2 separate regions of the Mus musculus genome follow, and region 1 is linked to region 2. A link is a contact called in public HiChIP or PLAC-seq data. All regions are on one chromosome and are shown on one strand. Each heading gives the region's core, a stretch centred on a gene start, on an enhancer-like site or on the middle of the called end of the contact. The rest is flanking DNA. Distances are from core to core; before and after follow the strand shown. Region 1 has its middle 36 kb from the start of Olfr267. Region 2 has its middle 23 kb from the start of Lpar1.

Region 1 (4,466 bases), core at 779-3,278, 170 kb before region 2:
TGGCTGGTTTTTGAAAAAATATCAGTACATACAAGGAGTCATCAAAATTTTTATTTGAGATAGGGTCTCACTGTGCAAGTTAGTTCTTGAACTCATCATTCTCCTCCCTCAGCCTTTCCAGTGCTGAGAATATAGGTGACATCATATAGTGACATCATGCTTGGCTTGAACTTTTGAGGATACCAAGATAGGAAAAGAAGTATAAACAATCAGTTACATAGTGGACATCAGCAGAATTAAGTCTTAGCAATAGATGAATTGGGTATAACTAGTATCCAGTGGGTTATGGCACTAATTTATAGCCAGTGCAAAATATGAGCATTTTCTTCATTTTATCATAGCCAGGTTTCTCTTCTGATATAACTGAGGTTCTAGTGATCTCTCATGTAAGAGTCACGGTGAAATTCAGGGAAACTGAGGACCAGTCTAAGAATTCTCCAGACTGGGGCAGTGAGTTTGAGAAAAGAAGAAAAGATGTTGTCTTAGTCAGGGTTTCTATTCCTGGACAAAACATCATGACCAAGAAGCAAGTTGGGGAGGAAAGGGTTACACTTCCACACTGCTGTTCATCACTGAAAGAAGTCAGGACTAGAACTCAAGCAGGTCAGGGAGCAGGAGCTGATGCAGAGGCCATGAAGGGATGTTCTTTACTGGCTTGCCTCCCCTGGCTTGCTCAGCCTGCTCTCTTATAGAACCCAAGACTACCAGCCCAGAGATGGTCCCACCCATAAGGTGACCTCCCTCCTTGATCACTAATTGAGAAAATGCCTTACAGCTGGATCTCATGGAGGCATTTCCCCAACTGAAGCTCCTTTCTCTGTGATAACTCCAGCCTGTGTCAAGTTGACACAAAACTAGCCAGTACAGATGTATACACAGATTCTTGGTGAAACAAGAAGAGAACAAAGACGTAAGAGCAGAAATGCATGACAGAGACTCCCTCCATCTTGGGTCCAGCTAGGGAAACTCTTTAAGCCTGGCAGGATGTTGTTAAGTGGTCCTTTGGCTTTGCTGAGTACCTGCATTTCTGTAGTACTGGAGAGCACTTCTCAGTGGTCAGAGCAAAGAAGACAAAGTCCGGACCCCAGCATAAAATTCAGGAGGAAAGAAGCACCATGAAATGCCTAGAACACCAAAGAGCATGGAAGACTGTGGCCAGTGGGTGGTCAACTCTGATGACGGGAGCTCTCCTTTGAGAAAATTTACAAAATGATTGGCTCAGGAAAATTTTGCAAGTTAATATTTCCTGAACTCTTGGAAAATCCTCCCCTCCTCTCTCTTTTTAAAAAGCAGCTATGTTCCAGAGGTGTTAGGTGCTCATTTCCTGACTGGAGATGGAGCTCAGCTGTAGATTGCTTGCTTAGCATAAACAAGGCTCTGAGTTTAGTTCCCAATGTTGCATAAAAAGACCCAGCACTCTTGAGGGGGAGTCAGGGAGATCTCAGATTCAAGGTCACCTTTACCCAATGCTGAGTTTCAGACCAGCTGGGTTACAGAATGTGAAGAAACGTGAATTTCCTTCTCCTTACTCTCTTATGTCCCCTTATCTTCTCCCCTTAGAAATGTGTATTTGTTTTTTGGAGTGTCTTACTAGTCATTCATATGCCTTCATATTACTTCTCATTTGAATCTGATCATCTACCCTATGGGAAGTTTATTATAAATTAAATATAAAGTTTTATATAAGTCAATTGACACAAAAATAAATGTTCCTATAATTTAAAAGAGTAAATAGGTGCTGGGGAGATGGGCTTATCATTAAGAGCACTTGCTGTTCTTATAGAAGGTCATCTACAATCAACTGAATCAACTAGAAGTAACTACAGTACCGGGGGGCTCTGACACCTATTTCTATCTATCCTCCTTGGGCATCTGATAACACATATCAGAGAGAGAGAGAGAGACAGACAGAGACAGAGACAGACAGAGAGAGACAGAGAGAAACAGAGAGATCAATTATTTTGGTGGGGTTCATGCTAATTTTTATATTCACACTAGGGGGCACTGTGTAGTTATTAAGGCCCTTAGTGTGTTTGCTGTTTTATACTAATGTTGAATTCGAAACTCCTTTATGTCAGTATTTTACTTTCTGTGATAACAGTAGGATATGAAAATGTGTGTTTTTTTCTTCTATAACAGAAAACCAAACCAAACCTAACCAGAATTAAAACAGTGCCTGCTGTTAGGAGAAATGTACATTTGCAAGAGTATGGATTTCTCTTGGCTGTTTTTTTTTCTTTTTTGGTTATAAATTCACATTAGTTGATACAGCCAATATACAAACCACAGTTGTAGCAACCGGAGGAAGAAACAGGATATGACCCCTTCTGTAAGATGCTCATAATATCCCCAAGGAGGCTGGTTAAAATTCCATCTCTCTGCAGCTTAGTCAGAACCCGCTCTTCCGCTCCTGTTTTGGAATGGTTAGAGCCGAGGCTGAAAAGTTACAGAACAACAGCTTCGTGGCTAGATGTCACGTGTTTCTTCATAGAACAAGTTCTCCGGGATCGCCTTGTGACCTGCCCCAGTGCTGCTCAGCCCTTGACCGCAGTCTTGCTGGGGCCCAATCTCTGTTGGGCTGAGGAGGATTCGGGTTCCAAGTCTCCTGCTGTCCAGCTTTGTCATCAAATCAGCCACAAGGCTTTGTCCAGGATCACGGCATACCATAGAAAATGTAAACTATGAATTAGGGAGATTTGAGTTCTCCTATAGACAAATTTAACCTAGCATTGAAACTGCTTTCAAGATTATTTAAGCTATACCTCAAAATATTCTTAAACTTAATTTTATTTGTATACACACTTCATTCAATTATGTTACTTAATATTTTAGAAATGATGTGTCCTCGTTAATTTTCATGTATAATATTTATTAAAAACACATATTGTCTATAGGCTTGCTGCTTATATGGTTGTTATTTGTGACCTTGACCCAAGGTCCGTTCGCTCTGCACTGAAGACCAGATTTACCAGGGGCTTGCACCTGACTGCAGAGTTTGCAAATCCTGGGGCTGTCTTGGGCAAAGCATTTGATTCTCCCAGCTCCGTCCTGATGAGAGTAATAATACCTTCAACATGGTCACTTCACACAGATTAAATGCACGAAAGTGACAAAGTTGGCAAAGTATCTAAAGGACTGTTCTGTGCTCCCATTGCGTCTAATTTCATACCATCAACACACGAGAGCTGCAATAAAAGTTGTGTAGTTAAATGTTCTAAGATCACCCTGAGGCGGAAACACATTTCTTGCATAATGGTGTCAACAGAAAAGTGTATTTACTATTCAGAATGCAAAATAAATTCAAATGATTTTCAATAAATGTTGCATGCTAGAATGTTTTTTTTTTAACTTAAACAATAAGTAGTGTTGGGATTTGAACTTAGGACCACGTGTGTGCTCAGCATGTACTCTACCACTGACCTGGATACCAGGTTCCCAGAAGAGCATTTTGATTCATTTTGTGAATGGTTTGAACAAAAGGAATAAACCAAATAACAGAAGTATGACCTATATTTTCTCAGTGCTTCAAATGCATGTTGCTTAACAAACCACTTTGTGAAGTCCAGTCATTTTCGAGGACTATAGGGAGGTTCCTCAGAAGAGTAAAGAAATAATTGCTGTAACCCAGCAACCCTACTTCTGCGCCTATTTCCAAAGGATTTGAAATCAGTTTGTTGAAGAGATGCCTGATCACCCAAATTAACTATAACACCACACACAACAGCCCAGCCATGGATCCAACCCAAGCGTCATTATGGTTTATATAACAGGATACTCTTTTGCCATCAAAAAGTAGAGAAGTCTTTATTCATCCATAAAGAGAGAAATTATGTCATTTGTTAGAAAATGGATGAATCTGGAGATCAACATATTAAGCAAAGTTGAAGCCAAACTCAGAGAGACAAATATTGCTTGTTTTCTCTTACTTTTTTGGAACATACACACACACACACACACACACACACACACACACACACACACACACACACATTTACTTGTTTTTATTGTGTGAGGGGGTGTTCATATGTCATAGTATTCACATGGGTGGTCAGAGGACAACTTGTGGGACTAAACTCTCTCCTTCCACTGTGTAGATCCTTGGGATAGAATTCAGGTCGCCAGGCTAGGCAGCGAGTGCCTCCGCCTGCTGAACCATCTCAGCAGACCTGGATCCTAGACGTTATGTAGTGTTTATAGTCTCACTGCACTCCCTGTTCAATCTCTTTGCTTCATGCTTTCACTTGAAGATGTAAGATCTCTGCTTCCTCCTCCTGCTGCCATGTTTCCCCACCGCGATGGGCTCTGTTTATCCCACCCTCACCCAGCCCCGATGTCTCTGGCCTGGGTTACTAACTCACTAACCTACGGGTTGACTTAACAGTTGTAACTTAACACTATCAGGGGTGGTTTCTTCTGAGTGTGGGCTGCTGTTCTCTTTCTAATAAATACAGAAGCTAATGTTTTTT
Region 2 (4,636 bases), core at 1,299-3,798:
GGAGGAGGGAGGAGGGAGGAGGGAGGAGGGAGGAGGGAGGAGGGAGGAGGGAGGAGGGAGGAGGGAGGAGGGAGGAGGGAAGAGGGAAGAGGGAAGAGGGAAGAGGGAAGAGGGAGAAGGAAGGAGGGTAGAGGGAAGAGGGAGGAGGGAGGAGGGAAGGAGGGTGAAGGAGAGGGAGGGAGAGAGGAAGAACAATGAGGCAGGGAAAGGGAGGAGAGGGAGGAGGAAAGGGAGGAGGGGGAGAAAGAGAAGGAGGGGAGAAAGAGGAGGAAGGGGAAGAGGAGGAGGAAGAGACACAAGGATAGTGAAAAGACTAGAACCTTGAACATGCGCTCAGTGTGGTCCATTAAGTTGGAAGGAAGGAAGGAAGGAAGGAAGAAAGGAAGGAAGGAAGGAAGGAAGGAAGGAAGGAAGGAAGGAAGGAAGGAAAATAAAATCAGAAGCATTCAAAGATGAAGAATTGGCAGAAAGAAAGAGCCTTACCTAATTGTTACTTCCTTCCTAGGTCAGTGTTTCTTAAAGGTAAATTGCATCAGAGTCTCCTAGAAGGCTTGTCAAATGCCAGCAGCTCTCAGGACCTGCCAGAGTTGCTCACTTCTTGGGGGCTACTGTGAGGTCTGCCTTTTAACAAGAGGGACTTTCCTTGACACACTGGAGTTGAAAAGCAGCTGTCCCAGGTTTGGGGGCTGGGAGAGGCCATCTGCAGATGGCCCAATGGCTTAGCGGGAAGTCCTGAGAGCAGAGAGGATCTGTGCCTCAGAGGCAGTGAGGGCAGGAGGCAGACTTGTAAAGGAAATTGCCCGAAGAGTAAAGCCAAGTGACAAAGTAGGAGAAAAGGAGGTGAGGATTGACAGAGGGCTGCTAAGGGCTTCAGCATGCAGTGTGCCTGGGAAAGTCCCAGAGCAGACAGAGGCAAGAGTAGAAAAAAAAAGAAAAAAAAAAAAAAAAAAAAAAAAAAAGAGAGACCACTGAGTTGCCGCTAAGGCTTTGATCAAAGTAGCCAAAAGTGGTATCTAAGTGCCCAAGTCTCTTGTCAGTCCTGATTCCCACCATGTAGACTGGAGATGCAGGTCAGTAGCAGAATGCCTCCTATGTGCTATGCCCTGGCCTCAACCTGCACGTAGCACTGTTAACTGAACGAATGAATACAACTTACTGCATGGTAATAGAGAAATGAATGCTGGAGAGATAGAATGAGGAGGATTGTGGGAGGTGTTGGGCCACCTAAACTCATCTGTATCTTTTCACTGTTAGATGCCAATAACAAGGCTACCTGCCTATAGCAAGTCTCCACCAAGCAGACTCAGAGTGCCTCCCTAAAATATCTACAAAACCTCAGCAGAACAAAATAAAAGGAGAGTCTTAAGAGACAGGGACAAATAAATGACTGTGAGCTGCTGTGAAGAGCAAGGGGTTCTCTTGTGAGGCACATACAAAGGGGAAAGCCTTCCATCTTCCTAGCCACTCCCTTTGCGCTACTTTGTAGCTCTGTTGCTTTGCTGGGGTATCGCTTTGAGCCTGTGTAGCCCTGGCTTCTCCTAGGTTTAGGAAGCAGCACAGAAGCTCTGGGGGTGCTGTTTCCCTGACACCTTTTCTAGATGTTTCCATTGCTTTTTGTCCTGAAACTACAAATGTGAGAGTTTTGTGCCAGACACTCAGAAGTTTTGCAAATGCTAAAGCAGTGTTTGATACTGATGGCAATCTTAAATCACGTTACCAATGAGGAAATCAGCTACTAGCATGGGACCCTAGAAAGAATGCCTGATGCGGCACAAGTTCAATAGCCAAAGAGAAATGGGCTATGATTTCAACCCATGTTACCTAACACACTGGATATGATCCCATCATGTGATCCTATCATAGCACTGCCGTGGTTATACTTTGTCTGAGACATGAGGTAATGCATGTATTCGTTTGGTTTCCTGCAGGGTCCACTTTGCCACTTATCAATTTTGTTTTAATTTTTTTAGCAATAATATTTCAAATCTATGAGAATTCATCATTACCATCCATTTTTTGCTTGCTAATACATTCTAATGGAAGGGTGTATTGCAACTTTTAATCATCTTTTAAATCTCGCGGGAGACACTAGTTGGATTGTTTTCCAAGAGCTACTTAGTTTTCTCCATTACGTTCTCCTGCTAGGGTCATTTTCTCTTATTTTTTTCAATTTAATATGCCTCTTCCTGATGGCTGAGAGTCTTCCAGTGAGTTTCCCGTGACTGTACACTCATAAAGGAAGAATTAGAATGCCCAGCATCAGTAGCTGGCTCTGTCTTCCTTCACAGCCTTGTTGGGTCACCTTAAGTACCCTTTGGTAGGCTTCTTATCTGCCTTATGCTCTCCTCGGGCTGACATTTGGTTGCTGTTATGACAGTATTATGAGGTGGGACCCTTAAGAAGGGACTAGGTCGTAAGGGCTCCACCCTCACTAATAGATTTGTGCAATTTTAGCCAAATGGGTTTGGCCATGATGTCAGTGGACCCCGATAAAGGGCTCAGCTCCAATCTTTCCATCCCTGTGTGTCACTTCCTTGCCATGTTATGAGGCAACCAAAGCCAGTGCTGTGCTCTGGGACTCCCAGCCTTTGAAACTGCGAGCCAGACAAATGTCCATTACTCAGAGGTTATCCGTGCTGCAGAATTCTGTTACAGAGACAGAAAGTCTACTTAGACGCACCTCTTCCCTGTCTTTTTGGGGAGTAGGGAGATGTAAGCACCCTGTGGATGGAACAATACCACCTGGACTAGATCAGGAACCTTGCTTCTTTGGATGATGTAAAGGAAACGTCCATGTTTATGGAGTCATAATGTGAAACCAGCCTAGACATACGCCAACAGATACAGAAACGTGTATGTACACAGTGGAGTTCTATAAGCTGGAAAGAGGTGGGAAAGTGGACAGAGCTGCAGACAGGTTAAGTGAAGTAAGACAGACTCCCTGGTGAGTCTAGAGAGATAGAGAGAAGATGCAAGTGGAAGGAGGACTGAGCTGGGTAGCAGAGAGCTCTAAGAAGGAGGGGCCAAAGAGGTTAGGGGTCAGGGGAAAGAGAACAGAAATACCATGTTATTCTCCTGTGAAGGATCTGTATTTAGACATGCATATGATCAAGGCACAAAAGTACATTTGTATGAAAATCTCATAATGAAAGTTATAAACAATAATAAAAAAAAAAGTAGACTACTGCCAAATGGCTAAGCAGTTAAAGGTACTCTGCCACCAAACCTGACTACCTGAGTTCAATGCCATGCATCCACACAGAGGAAGGAGAGAAGCAATTCTTGTAAGCTGTTCTTTGTTCTACAATCACAGGCAACCAGACACAGACATACACATACACACATACAGAGAGGCACACACAGACACACAAACACACAGATGCAGACACACACACACACACAGACACATACACACGGAGAGACACAGACACACAAATATACAGATGCAGACATACACACATACACACAGACAAGAGAGAGAGACACACAGACACATACACACATACACACAGACACACGGAGAGATACAGACACACAGACATATACACACACAGATACACACACAGATACACACAGACACACAGAGAAAGACACATGGACACACACAGACACATACATACAGACACACACAGAGAGATACACAGACACATACACACAGACACAGAGAGAGAGACACACAGACACACAGACAAACACATACATACAGACACACAGAGAGATACACAGACACATACACACAGACACAGAGAGAGAGACACACAGACACACAGACAAACACATTCACACAGACATGCAGAGACACACAGACACACACACAGACACACACACACACATAGACACACATACATACAGACAGAGAGACATACAGACACACAGAGAGACAGACAGAGAGAGAGCCAGCCAGTCAGCCAGGCAGGCAGGCAGGCAGGCAGGCAGGCAGGCAGGCAGACAGACAGACAGACAGACAGACATGTAATGCTCCCTGTCATCAATCAATAACTGTTCAGACTACAACCAGATCTAGACAATGGTCTCCTTGCAGCTCTTTTTGCGGGTCTGTGTGCTGAGCTCCCACTCAGTTAAACTGAGGCTCAGGTTGAATGATGTGCTGGTAAACAGGCTTTTAGAATCCTGTCTTTGAGTGACTAAAATGGCTTCTTAACCTTCGCACTCAAACATACAACCTTTGCTCGTGGCAAATCTTGGGATTTTGGCACCTGATTGGAAATGTAGTTGCCACTTAGAAGCAGGAAGGAATTACCACGGTGACTAAGCGTGAATGGGCTTTAATCCTTAACTCAGGCAGTTTTCCTTATGTGGTTTATGGTGGAAAATTCCATGCAGTAGAGGTTTGGAATTCAAAATTGGCTTCAAGAGTCATCCGTTGTGTTTATCTGGGCTATTCTTACCAAATGAATCTTGAAAGTCAATATACGAAACCTAAGTTTTATGGATTACATATTCATTATATTAATATGATTGTCCCCTTATCTACAGGGGATATATTTCATGACCCCCATTGGTGGTCTAATAATACCAAACACTGCATAGGATGTTTTTCCTGTATATTTACAACTGTAATAAGGTTTAATTGATAAGGTAGGCACAATAAGAGGTGAAAAATAATAACTAATAA

Evidence for each region. HiChIP or PLAC-seq counts read pairs in DNA pulled down with a chosen protein or histone mark.
Region 1: a contact with region 2 is called in an H3K27ac HiChIP or PLAC-seq map of the NIH/3T3 cell line, with 6 times the contacts expected there. The contact joins two enhancer-like sites. A contact is called at or near these places in 1 of 15 datasets of contacts at CTCF or cohesin (the NIH/3T3 cell line), 7 of 484 Hi-C or Micro-C datasets (the G1E-ER4 cell line, dorsal root ganglion neurons, embryonic fibroblasts and 4 more) and 6 of 115 datasets of contacts at active chromatin or transcription factors (the NIH/3T3 cell line, embryonic stem cells, fibro-adipogenic progenitors and 2 more).

Annotation. Positions count from the first base shown.
Region 1 is chr4:58,747,248-58,751,713 of GRCm38.p6, reverse strand. No RefSeq gene overlaps it. Among named protein-coding and RNA genes, the nearest start is that of Olfr267, 36 kb to the left of the region's middle. Within about 2 kb of position 2,028, at least 67 of the 459 cell types and tissues checked have an H3K27ac peak or open chromatin away from gene starts, as enhancers often do. A contact at or near this core is called in the NIH/3T3 cell line, embryonic fibroblasts, fibro-adipogenic progenitors and 1 more, where this site is marked.
Region 2 is chr4:58,573,888-58,578,523 of GRCm38.p6, reverse strand. No RefSeq gene overlaps it. Among named protein-coding and RNA genes, the nearest start is that of Lpar1, 23 kb to the right of the region's middle. Within about 2 kb of position 2,548, at least 33 of the 459 cell types and tissues checked have an H3K27ac peak or open chromatin away from gene starts, as enhancers often do. A contact at or near this core is called in the NIH/3T3 cell line, embryonic fibroblasts, fibro-adipogenic progenitors and 1 more, where this site is marked.